2 separate regions of the Bos taurus genome follow, and region 1 is linked to region 2. A link is a contact called in public Hi-C data. All regions are on one chromosome and are shown on one strand. Each heading gives the region's core, a stretch centred on a gene start, on an enhancer-like site or on the middle of the called end of the contact. The rest is flanking DNA. Distances are from core to core; before and after follow the strand shown.

Region 1 (4,978 bases), core at 1,986-4,485, 37 kb after region 2:
TGTGCTTGTCCTGAGGAGGGTTGCTGCTGAGGATGATGGGTGACTTTGGCAGGGAAGGTGGAGGTCTGTGAGGGTGCCTAGCCTGACCCCCGTGGCTGCTGCCCCCTTTCCCCCAAACCTTCAGGATCTTTTCCAGCTGTTTCTGTGTGTCGACCACGATGATGTTGGCACGGCAGTCATAGGCGATATACTGACAGGCCTCAGGGGAGCTGGTCGTGTAGATGCCGGTGATGATGCCACTGTCAGAGACCCGGGAAGATGGGTGTCTGGGCGGGTAGAGCAGCCCACCCCCTCAGCCCCGACCCCTGCCCAACACACCCACAGCCCCTGGCCCCAGAGAGCTCCCATGGCCGGCCAGGCAGCTCAGCACAGCTGCCCTGGGCAGAAGGGGACAAAAGCGGGTCTGGAGAGGGCCCCAGGGAAGAGATGAGATGTTGGGGAGGGGGTGGGGGGCCCCTAAAAAGAGTAATGACCCTCTCTTCACTCTTTGCCCCCCTCCAACCCACTGGGAACTCTGCCCCTCCCTCAGCCACTCACCCTCCGAAGACTGCGCCCACTGCTGAGAAGAACCACTCCGGGGAGTTGAAGGCGAGGATGGCCACGCTGTGGGCCCGCTCCAGGCCGAGCTCCAGATCAAAGGTAGACAGTCCGGGTCAACCAGCAGGAAAGGGGCCTCTCATTCTCACCAAACCCCCCTTCCAGACAGCAGGGGACTCTGCCGGCCCACCTCAGGGACCACCTCCCAGGGTCAGAGTGTGCCCTGGGGGACCAGCCACTCAACAGCCCTTGCTGCCCCTTCCAGGCCTTCCCGGGGAGCCCACCCCTCAGCCCAGTGCACCAGGCTTCCCAGCCCCCTCGAGCGGGCCGACAAATGAGAAGCTTGTGACACATCCTGGCACGTAGTAAGGGTCCAATGAACGTAAACCCTCAGCCCCAGGCCAGAATGGACCATTAGCTCAATGAACAGGACGGTTTTACAGTGATCTTGTCTAAGGGCTTGTCCAGTGGGGTATCGGAAGGAGGTCTGTGAAGGCCAGAACTGAGGTCAGGCCTTGGGCGGCTTCCTCACCTTCAGGAAGCCCTTGGCAGCTTTGCGGGCCAGCAGGTAGTACTGGGTGTAGGAGATGTGTTCCCACGTGCCCTGCCTCTTGAAGCCCATAGCACTGAGGTCCCCATACTTGTCCAGAGTCGTGGAGAACATCTGATGAACAGTGCGGGGAGTCTGCGAGCAGATGGGGTCTATGCGTAGGCGGACGCGCCCGTCGGCCCGAGTCGTCCATAGCGCCTCCTCTGCAGGGTCAGGGAGACCACAGCTTGCATTGTGCCAGCCAGGGCTTGTCCCCAGGGGACTCTTGCTCCTTCCCTGGGCAGAGCTCCCAGGCCTCTGGTTCCCACAACGCCTTGAGCACTGAGCCACAAGGGCTGGCAGACTGGTGAGGAGGCTGCCTGGAGGGGGATGCCTGACGGCCCTGAAGGATGGGCAAGGCTCTAGGGAGGCAGCAATGAAGAGGGAGGGCAGAAGGAGGCCTTGGGGACCCTAGACATTTTTCTGCTAGGGTCCATCATGCCAGCTGGAATTTGCCCCCAGAGGCTGGGTAGTCAGCAGTGGATGTGGGGGTTGCCCAGAAGAGCAGGACTCTCGGATCCTCTGGGGTTTCTACCCTTCCTCTGTCTCCTGAGAAGTGGTTGGGGACAGACCCAAATGGCAGAAGATCAAAACATCAAAAATAGCAACACTTCCAGGGGGCTAGAGGAGACTGGAAACTAGCCGGCTCTGATCACTAGCCTGGAAAATTTCCCAGTCCCACGAGATAATCTAACCATCTCTTTGCTCATCCCTGCCAGGGCCAGGCCCCATGTGAAACCCTCACGTGGGGATCTCATCTCATCTGCACAACATGGGTCTGGTAGCCCCCTTTTACAGATGGGGCAGCTGCAGCTCAGCGAGGCTCAGTCATTTCCCCCATGTCACACAGTGGGAAAGGCATGCCTGACACTGTCCCGGGCACCACCTACCCATTAAGTTTACTGAGTGCGATAGATGAAACAGAGCTTTACCATCTCGTCCGTGAGATGTGGGGTGAGCTATTTGACCTCTGAGTCTGTTTTCTCAGGGGAAAGCTGAGGGTTTAGTTCTCAGGGATGTTATGAGGGTCAAAAGAATGAAAGAGCTTCAGCATGTAGTTGGTGCCCAATAAATGCACACCTTGTTCTTCCTCCCTTTTTCCGGATCATTTGCAAAGGGGTTGGGTGGTCTAGACACTTGTCCATGGGGCTGCCTTCTGGGGCCAGAGCAGTCATTCTACGGTGAGTCACCGGTGAGGGAGTGGGGACCACAGGGGCTACGGCGCCACCTGCTGGCCAACCCGCTCTGAGAGGGAGAGGTCCCACTTCCTTGGACTTCCATCTGGAGCCAAGACCAACAGTGAGCTGTATGACAGACGGTTCTGAGGCAGCCAGCAGATGGACCTTGTCTCTTCCTTCAATACTCTAGGGTTTCATGTGAACCCTGGAGTTGGCAGAAAGAGGTGGAGGCCCTGGGGCTGGGACAGAAGAGCCCACCCTTCCTCCCATGGAGGCCAGGGACGGGGAACAGGGGACATACATGCGTGCTTAGTTGCTCCATCGCGTCTGAATCTTGGGGACCCTTTGGGCTGTAGCCCGCCAGGCTCCTTTGTCCATGGAATTCTCCAGGAAAGAATACTGGAGTGGGTTGCCATTTCCTCCTCCAGGCAACCTTCCCGACCCAGGGATTGAACCCACGTCTCCTGTGTCTCCTGCATTGCAGATGGATTCTTTACCCACTGAGCCATCAGAGAAGCCATTAAAAGGGGACATGCTGCTAAGTCACGTCAATCGTGTCCGACTCTGTGCGACCCCATGGACTGCAGCCCACCAGGCTCCCCAGTCCCTGGGATTCTCCAGGCAAGAATACTGGAGTGGGTTGCCATTTCCTTCTCCAATGCAGCGAAGTGAAAAGTGAAAGTGAAGTCCCTCAGTCGTGTCCGACTTTTAGCGACCCCATGGACTGCAGCCTACCAGGCTCATTGCCTTCTCCAAAAAGGGGACATATCCAGGCCCAAATAGGAAAACAGAATGTCTGGGGCAGGGGCATGGCTGCTTGGAAATGCAGGCTAGGGCAGAGAGAAGGTCACCCAGTGCCAGGCAGTGTGTACTGTTGAAGGCCAAGACCAGGCTGGCTGGCATCCATGGCTGCCTTCTCTGCAGAGGCCCATCACCAGCCGCTGCTGGACCCCCACGCCCCCTAGTGGAGGTTTGAGTCAGCGCCTGCTGAGGAGCCCTCTCCAATTGCTCCTTAGACTTCTCCAAGCCCCTTCTTCCAGGTTCTTCTTCCTGGAACCCCAGCCTGGCAGACCCCAGAGATCAACCTCTTTACAGTCTCCAACCCCTGCACTTTGTGCAAGTCTGCTCACATGAGCAGACCAGGGTAAAGACACAGCCTGTAGAGTCAGGTCAACCTGGGTTCAAATTCCGTTCTGCCATTCCCTGTTGCGTGACTTTGGCAAGTCTTTCTCCTCCCAGCTCCATTCGAATAGTCTTCAAGCGCAAAGGGCTGGCAAGAGAGACCAGAGCCTCATACAGGTGGCAGGAATATAAAATGGTGCAGCCATGATGGTAGACAGTTAGGCAGTTTCTTAAAAAGTTAAACGTAAATCTACTATACAACCCAGCAAGAAATGAAAGTACGTACCCCACAAAGACTTGAACAGGAACATTCATAGCAGCGTGAGTTACAGCAGTCAAGAGGTGGAAACAACAAATGTCCATCAACTGGACACTATTTGGCTCTACAAAGGAACAAAGTGCTGATACAGGCCACACCATGAATGAAACTCAAAACATATCTGGTGAAAGAAGCCAAAAGGACCACATATTGTCTGATTTCATTTCTATGATACGTCCAGAAAAGGTGGAAATGATAGAAAGCAGATGAGTGGTAGCCTGGGACTTGGGAATGGGGAGTGACCACAAATTTGCATCAAGGGTCTTTTTGGGGTGATGGAAATGTTCTAAAATTGAATTGCAATGAGGCTGGTACATTTGCAAATTTGCTAAAAAATCATTGAAAAGGTGACTTTTTTCAATGAAAAAGTGAAAAATCATTGCATTTACAAAGGGCAAATGTACACCTGAACAAAACTGCTTTTAAAAATGGAAAGATGGGAGGAAATGAAATTCCCTGGTGGTCTACTGGTTAGGACTCTGCACTTTCATTGCCAAGGGCCCTGGTTCGATCCCTGGTTGGGAATCCCACAAGACATGAGATACAGCCAGAAAAAAAAAAAAAGGAGGAAGAATGCTAACACCACCCCCCAAATTGGCACGAGAATTCTGTAAGGTAGCCCAACCAGAGTGCCCAGAGTCTGGCAATCACTTTCCAGTAGCTGGTAGCTGTCTTCCCTTCCCTAGTACAGGTTCTTCTTGGTGCTTAGGACAGAAAAGGTATATTTTCCTGTGGGCGTTCTAGTTGCTCAGGTTCCACTACATTTACCTGTTCCCCCAGGCTTGCCAAGATAATGAGAGATAAGTCTTACAACCTCTTGTGAAAGTTTCGCTCAGCCAAAAGTTTTCACTTATCAATTTTTAAGTGAACCTTTTTTTTAAAAAATTACAAAACTATATGTTTGTTCTAAGAAACAGGAAACGTTAGAAGTACATAAAATAAAAATGGATAGGTCTTCCTTAAGTCTAGGTAATCACTGTTGTCATTTGGTGTGTGTCCTGCGTATACAGGGGCTTCCTAGGTGATGCTAGTGGTAAAGAACCCGGCTCCCAATGCAGGAGACCTAAGAGACGTGGGTTCAATCCCAGGGTTGGGAAGATCCCCTGGAGAAGAGAATGGCAACCCACTCCAGTATTCTTGCCTGGAGAATCCCATGGATAGAGGAGCCTGGCAGCTGCAGTCCATGGGGTCGCACAGAGTCAGACACGACTGAAGCGACTGAGCACACACACA
Region 2 (4,709 bases), core at 1,196-3,695:
GGGAGGTAGCTTTCTCTCTCCCTGCTGTCCTTCCAGCTGCTCCAGAGTCAGGAAGCACCTTGATACGCGAGTTAGACTAGGAAACCTCTGAGGTCTTGTCAATCCCCAGAGCCTGAGCTTCCAAGGATTTGTCACTTTTCTGCCTCAAAGTCTTGGCTGGCCCTGGTCTTTCCTCAGGGCCCCATCTCAGGCTGCTGACCTTTTCAATCTCTTCAAAGTGAAAGTGAAAGTGTTAGTTGCTCAGTCCTGTCCGGCTCTTTGAGATCCCATCTGAGCTACCAGGGAAGCCGTCAGTCTCTTCAAGGACGATTCAAATGCCATCTCCGCAGTGGAATCTTCCCCAATCAACACCCCCTCTCGCCCTCCACTGCACCCCCTCCCCAAACTGTTAGAGCACCTGGCTGAATCTCTTCTGTGTTTCTCACTCACTAGACTCCAAGGGCACGGCTGGGGCTGATTCATTCCCTTGTCTTCACAGTGCACCTGAGAGGGACTCCACTTAGGAAGGATCTGGTGAGGTGAATGACCCTCCTTCCCAGGGGTAGTTTAACCGTGAGGAGAACTGCCTTGGTAATTAGGAAGCATCCTAGTACAATGTCAGCATCATCACTTACTAGCTATACCTCAGTTTTCCTACGGGACTGTTGTGAGGATTAAATAGACCTTGGAGAAAATCATTTCACATTTTGTTTTTCCATCAATGAGCAGCAAGTAGTTTCAGTCTATATTCCAGAAACAAAGACATAACAGGCTGTCTCTGAGCTTGAGGAGGCTCTTCAGTGGTACACAGCAGGGGAGAAAGCGATAAAGTTCCTGGAAGAGGTGGGAACCAAGTTCTACTGGCTCTAGGTACGGAGAAGGAACACATGCGTGAGTCTGAGGGGCTTCCCAAAGGAATCAACATCCGAACTGAGTCTTGACGAGTGACTGGAATGTCAACAGGTGGAAATGGCACAAAGAGCATTCAAGCAGAGGGAACGGCATGAGCATAGTGCGGGTAAAATATGGGAAGCATTTGTGGGCTGGCCAGGAGCCCTACTTGGCGGGCAGTCCAGGACTTTGGGGCTGGACGGAGTGACAGGAAATACAGCTGAATAAAAGACGGTGGTGAGAGATGAATGGGAGAGCCAAGAGGTGTTAGGGCGGCATGGGCTGTGGTCAGAGCTGTGAGAGAAGGAGAGGACTGTGTGGAGAAAAGATTGGAAGGGGCAGGTTGTCGGGGGAGGAGGCTGCTGCGGTTGTCTGGACATGAGATGGTCAGTCCTGAAGGAGGGCAATGATGGCAGTGGGGGTGGAGTGGAGGGGCACTGTGGAGAACACCTTAGAGGGGAACTGCCAGGGCCTGATGAGAGCAAAGGCCAAGAAGAGAGTGATGAGGTCCCTGTATCCTGATGAAGCCACAGACTTAGCAGTACTTTGTTACCTCATCAAAGCCACTGGCATCACTTGTGCATCTAATTCACCACTTCCCTAGGTAGATGGGTAGCTCTTCTCTGGAAAGAACCTTTTTCAGGGTGTGGTGTGGGAAGACTTGGTCTAAATCACCCTGACACCCAAATATGGGACCTGTGATCAGCAGAGCTTCAGGACTCTGGTTGCTGAGAAGATGAGGAGGGAGGGGAATATGACGTTATTTCCTCTTCCCTCTTTCTTAGATTTGAATCAAGTCCCCTGATTTTACCTTCTCATTGCTCCTTGCGCCTTCCCTTTCTGATACTTATCACAGTTTTCATTTACATATTTCTGTCATACTTGATTGGCGTCTGTCTTTTCTACTGGACTGTAAAATTACCATTGAGAACAGTGCCTGGTAACTAGGCGGCACTCAGAAATATGTTTAGAGCTTTGAAGACAGAAAGTAGATCGGTAGTTGCTGGGACGTGGGATGGGAAGCTGGGCTGACAGCTAATAGGCACAAGGAGCATTTTCACAGGTTGGAAAACTGGATTGTGGTGATGCTTGTGCAAGTGCTTACATTTATTGAAAATTACTGCGAAATTACAGCCAGTGAATTTTATTGTATATGTTATACGTATACGTTATACCTCAATAAAGCTGTTAAAATAATAAAACATTTGTGAAACGAGTAAATGATCTATCTCCCTCCCTGAGGTTGTAAACTCCGTAAGAGAAGCTCTATCCTCTAAATCCATAAGAGTGACTGGCATCCAGTAGACGCGGAACAAACAGCCCACCTAAACACTGAAATCTATGAATGAAGCGGCAGAGGAAGGACTCTGGCCAGAGATCCCCGCCAGCAGCTTCCGGGTCGCTGCTCTGCCCGCCGCCGCGAGACGAGCACGGCGATTGGCCAGCGGAGCCGGTTGTCCAGGGCCCGGACCAGGAGGGTGCTCGGAAAATCCCCTACGCGAACTCGCGGGGTGGGGCTTCCAGGGGGCGGGGCCAAGAGGGGGCGGGCTCCAGACGCTGGCTGGGCGGCTGCGCACTACTGCCGCCGCTGTCGCCGGGGTGAGAGGAGTGGACGCGATGGCAGGGCCCGCGTGGATCTCCAAGGTGAGCTCCGGGCAGGCCCGCATGTGGCTGGCGGGCGTGCTGGGTGCTGGGCGGGGGCTGGCGCGCGGGCCCCGATGGGAAGACGGCGGCGCGCGACTGGCTGGGAACAGACAGGGAGCCGGTCCCGGCCGCCCGTGCGCCTGGCTCGGTGGCCCGCAGGCGGTGTGTAGGCAGCCCCGCTCCCGGAAGGTCGCGCCTGGAGCGGGGACAGCATCAAGGTCAAGGCGGGGAGCGCCGGTCCTGTTCCCGATGAGACCCCAGTGCTACCGCCGGCATCTGTCCCGGCCGGAGCCCAGGCCTCGCGCGGAGCCGGGGAAGGTCACCAGAGTCGCCGACCAGGCTCCACCATCCCGGCTATTTCCGAAGCTGCGGCCCTGCAGCCTGCTGATCGCGCAGAGTCCGCCTCAGCACGACCCGGGCCTTCCCCCGGTCTCTACTCAGGCCCCGGCCGGGTAACCTCCCTAGCCACCGGCACGTGCGTTGGGCTTGAGAGGTTTTCTCAGGTGAGGGAATCCCGGGGTCATTTTCCTGCCAGATTTTTTTCTCCCTTGGAGCGCTTCCCAGTCTGCTGTTGTAGCTATTTCCCCTTCAAAGGACACGGGACACGTTGCACCTTGGAACCTGAGCACCCAGAGACTGGGAGAGGGAGACCAGCAACGCCTTTCCTTTACCTTATGTTGGTGAGAGTCCTGTGATCTCACCTTGACAGCTGGGATGCCTGCCAGAGCTGGAAAGGGTTGCAGACCGTCTGCAGTTCCTTGGTTCCTCAGTGGAACTAACTTTGCCTGAAAACGTAATTGCTCAAGGTCACACAGGAAATCCCTGCCAGAACTGGAAGAGGAACTCAGGTGTCTCAGGATTACCAGTTCCAAGTCCCATTTTGCCTGCTCTGTCTGTGGTCAAGGTCAGACAACAAATTATAGGCAGAGGGAAAAATGGGCCCTCAGGTCTCCTGTTGCTTTTAGAGAATGATCCCCTAAAAACCTACCATAAGCAGTTTAATTTTTTCTCCAGAAAATTTGATACTGTATTTCTCCCTTGCTTTGAGTTTAAAGTGAGGTTTGCATACATTTAATTTAGTGAAAAGTGCTCTACACCGGAATTTAGGAGACTTAGGTTTAAATCTTGGCAATGCCACCGACTGGCCATGTGACCCTGAGCAAATTACTTAACATTTGTGAGTCTTAATAAGCTATCTGTAAAATATCTATACTTGCTTCACAGAGTTGTTGAGGATTGAATAAAATAATGTGAGAGCACCTAATACATATAGGAGCAACACAAAAGTCTGAAGCTCTCCTACCTGTCAACATACTTATCTTACAGCCTTCAAGCAGACAGTTGGGCATCAGTAGCCGCATTTTATTTACTAACTGGGTTCTGCTTTGTTACCCTCTTCAGACCTGGGCTTGTGTGTAATGGTAACTTATTTCACATTCACTCCTTAAGGTAAAGCAACTTCTGTGTCATTGTCTAAAAAGAAGTCAATCCTTCAATCACTGACCTTACACCTAACACCTAATTATCTTTGATCGATACATAAGAGTTCAGAATGAGAGACTAAAACAGCTAGTAAAGTGCTAGTAAATTTGTTTTTCCCTTAGTGTGGTCTCTAAGGAAAAAACTATGCAGTAGGTATTCAGAAAGTGTTGGGTTGTGGAATCAGATGATGAGGTTCTCTGACATGGACTCCCAGTGTGACCTTTGGCAGTCATTTGACCTCTGGCAGTCATTTGACCTTTGTGGTCCAGTTTCTCCCTTTAGGGAGTGGAGTAGGTGGTGCCTTGGATGCTCCCTTTAGGGACTGGAGTAGGCAGTGCCTCTGAAGTTGACGTCCCAGGATGCTGAGCTGGGTTGTGAGTTTCAGTCAAAATAAGTCCTCTATTAAGAGTTCCATTTCAGGTTCTATTTGAAAAAGATCTGTATAAGCTTATACATATATATATATATATATTTTTTTTTTTTTTCTAAAGAAGGTTTATTTAGAGAAAATTAAAGGGTTTCTAAAGACCTTTCTGGCTCTAAAATTCTATAATTATAATGAGGCAGTTTCCCATTAGCAGGCTTTTATTGAGTACCTGTCATACTTTCAAGAGTGTATTTATATGTTTTTAAGTTGGAGGATGAAGGTAAAAAAGGAAATGAGGTGCTATGTGTGAAGTCACAGGTTCAGTCCATATTCTGTGAGCCTGGTC

What was found. Hi-C and Micro-C count contacts between places; a contact is called where the count stands out from the background.
Region 1: a contact with region 2 is called in a Hi-C map of skeletal muscle, with 2.5 times the contacts expected there. The contact joins the enhancer-like site here to the promoter of IDH3A in region 2. A contact is called at or near these places in 2 of 11 Hi-C or Micro-C datasets (skeletal muscle and skin fibroblasts).

The regions. Positions count from the first base shown.
Region 1 is chr21:30,572,321-30,577,298 of ARS-UCD2.0, forward strand. ACSBG1 (acyl-CoA synthetase bubblegum family member 1) reads right to left here. Exons shown (of 14, transcript NM_001024548.1): 3 at 1,070-1,290; 4 at 538-626; 5 at 119-239. Among named protein-coding and RNA genes, the nearest start is that of IDH3A, 36 kb to the left of the region's middle. Within about 2 kb of position 3,236, at least 16 of the 102 cell types and tissues checked have an H3K27ac peak or open chromatin away from gene starts, as enhancers often do. A contact at or near this core is called in skeletal muscle, where this site is marked.
Region 2 is chr21:30,535,892-30,540,600 of ARS-UCD2.0, forward strand. It overlaps IDH3A (isocitrate dehydrogenase (NAD(+)) 3 catalytic subunit alpha), which reads left to right and starts at 2,446. Exons shown (of 11, transcript NM_174644.2): 1 at 2,446-2,514. The coding sequence starts at 2,488.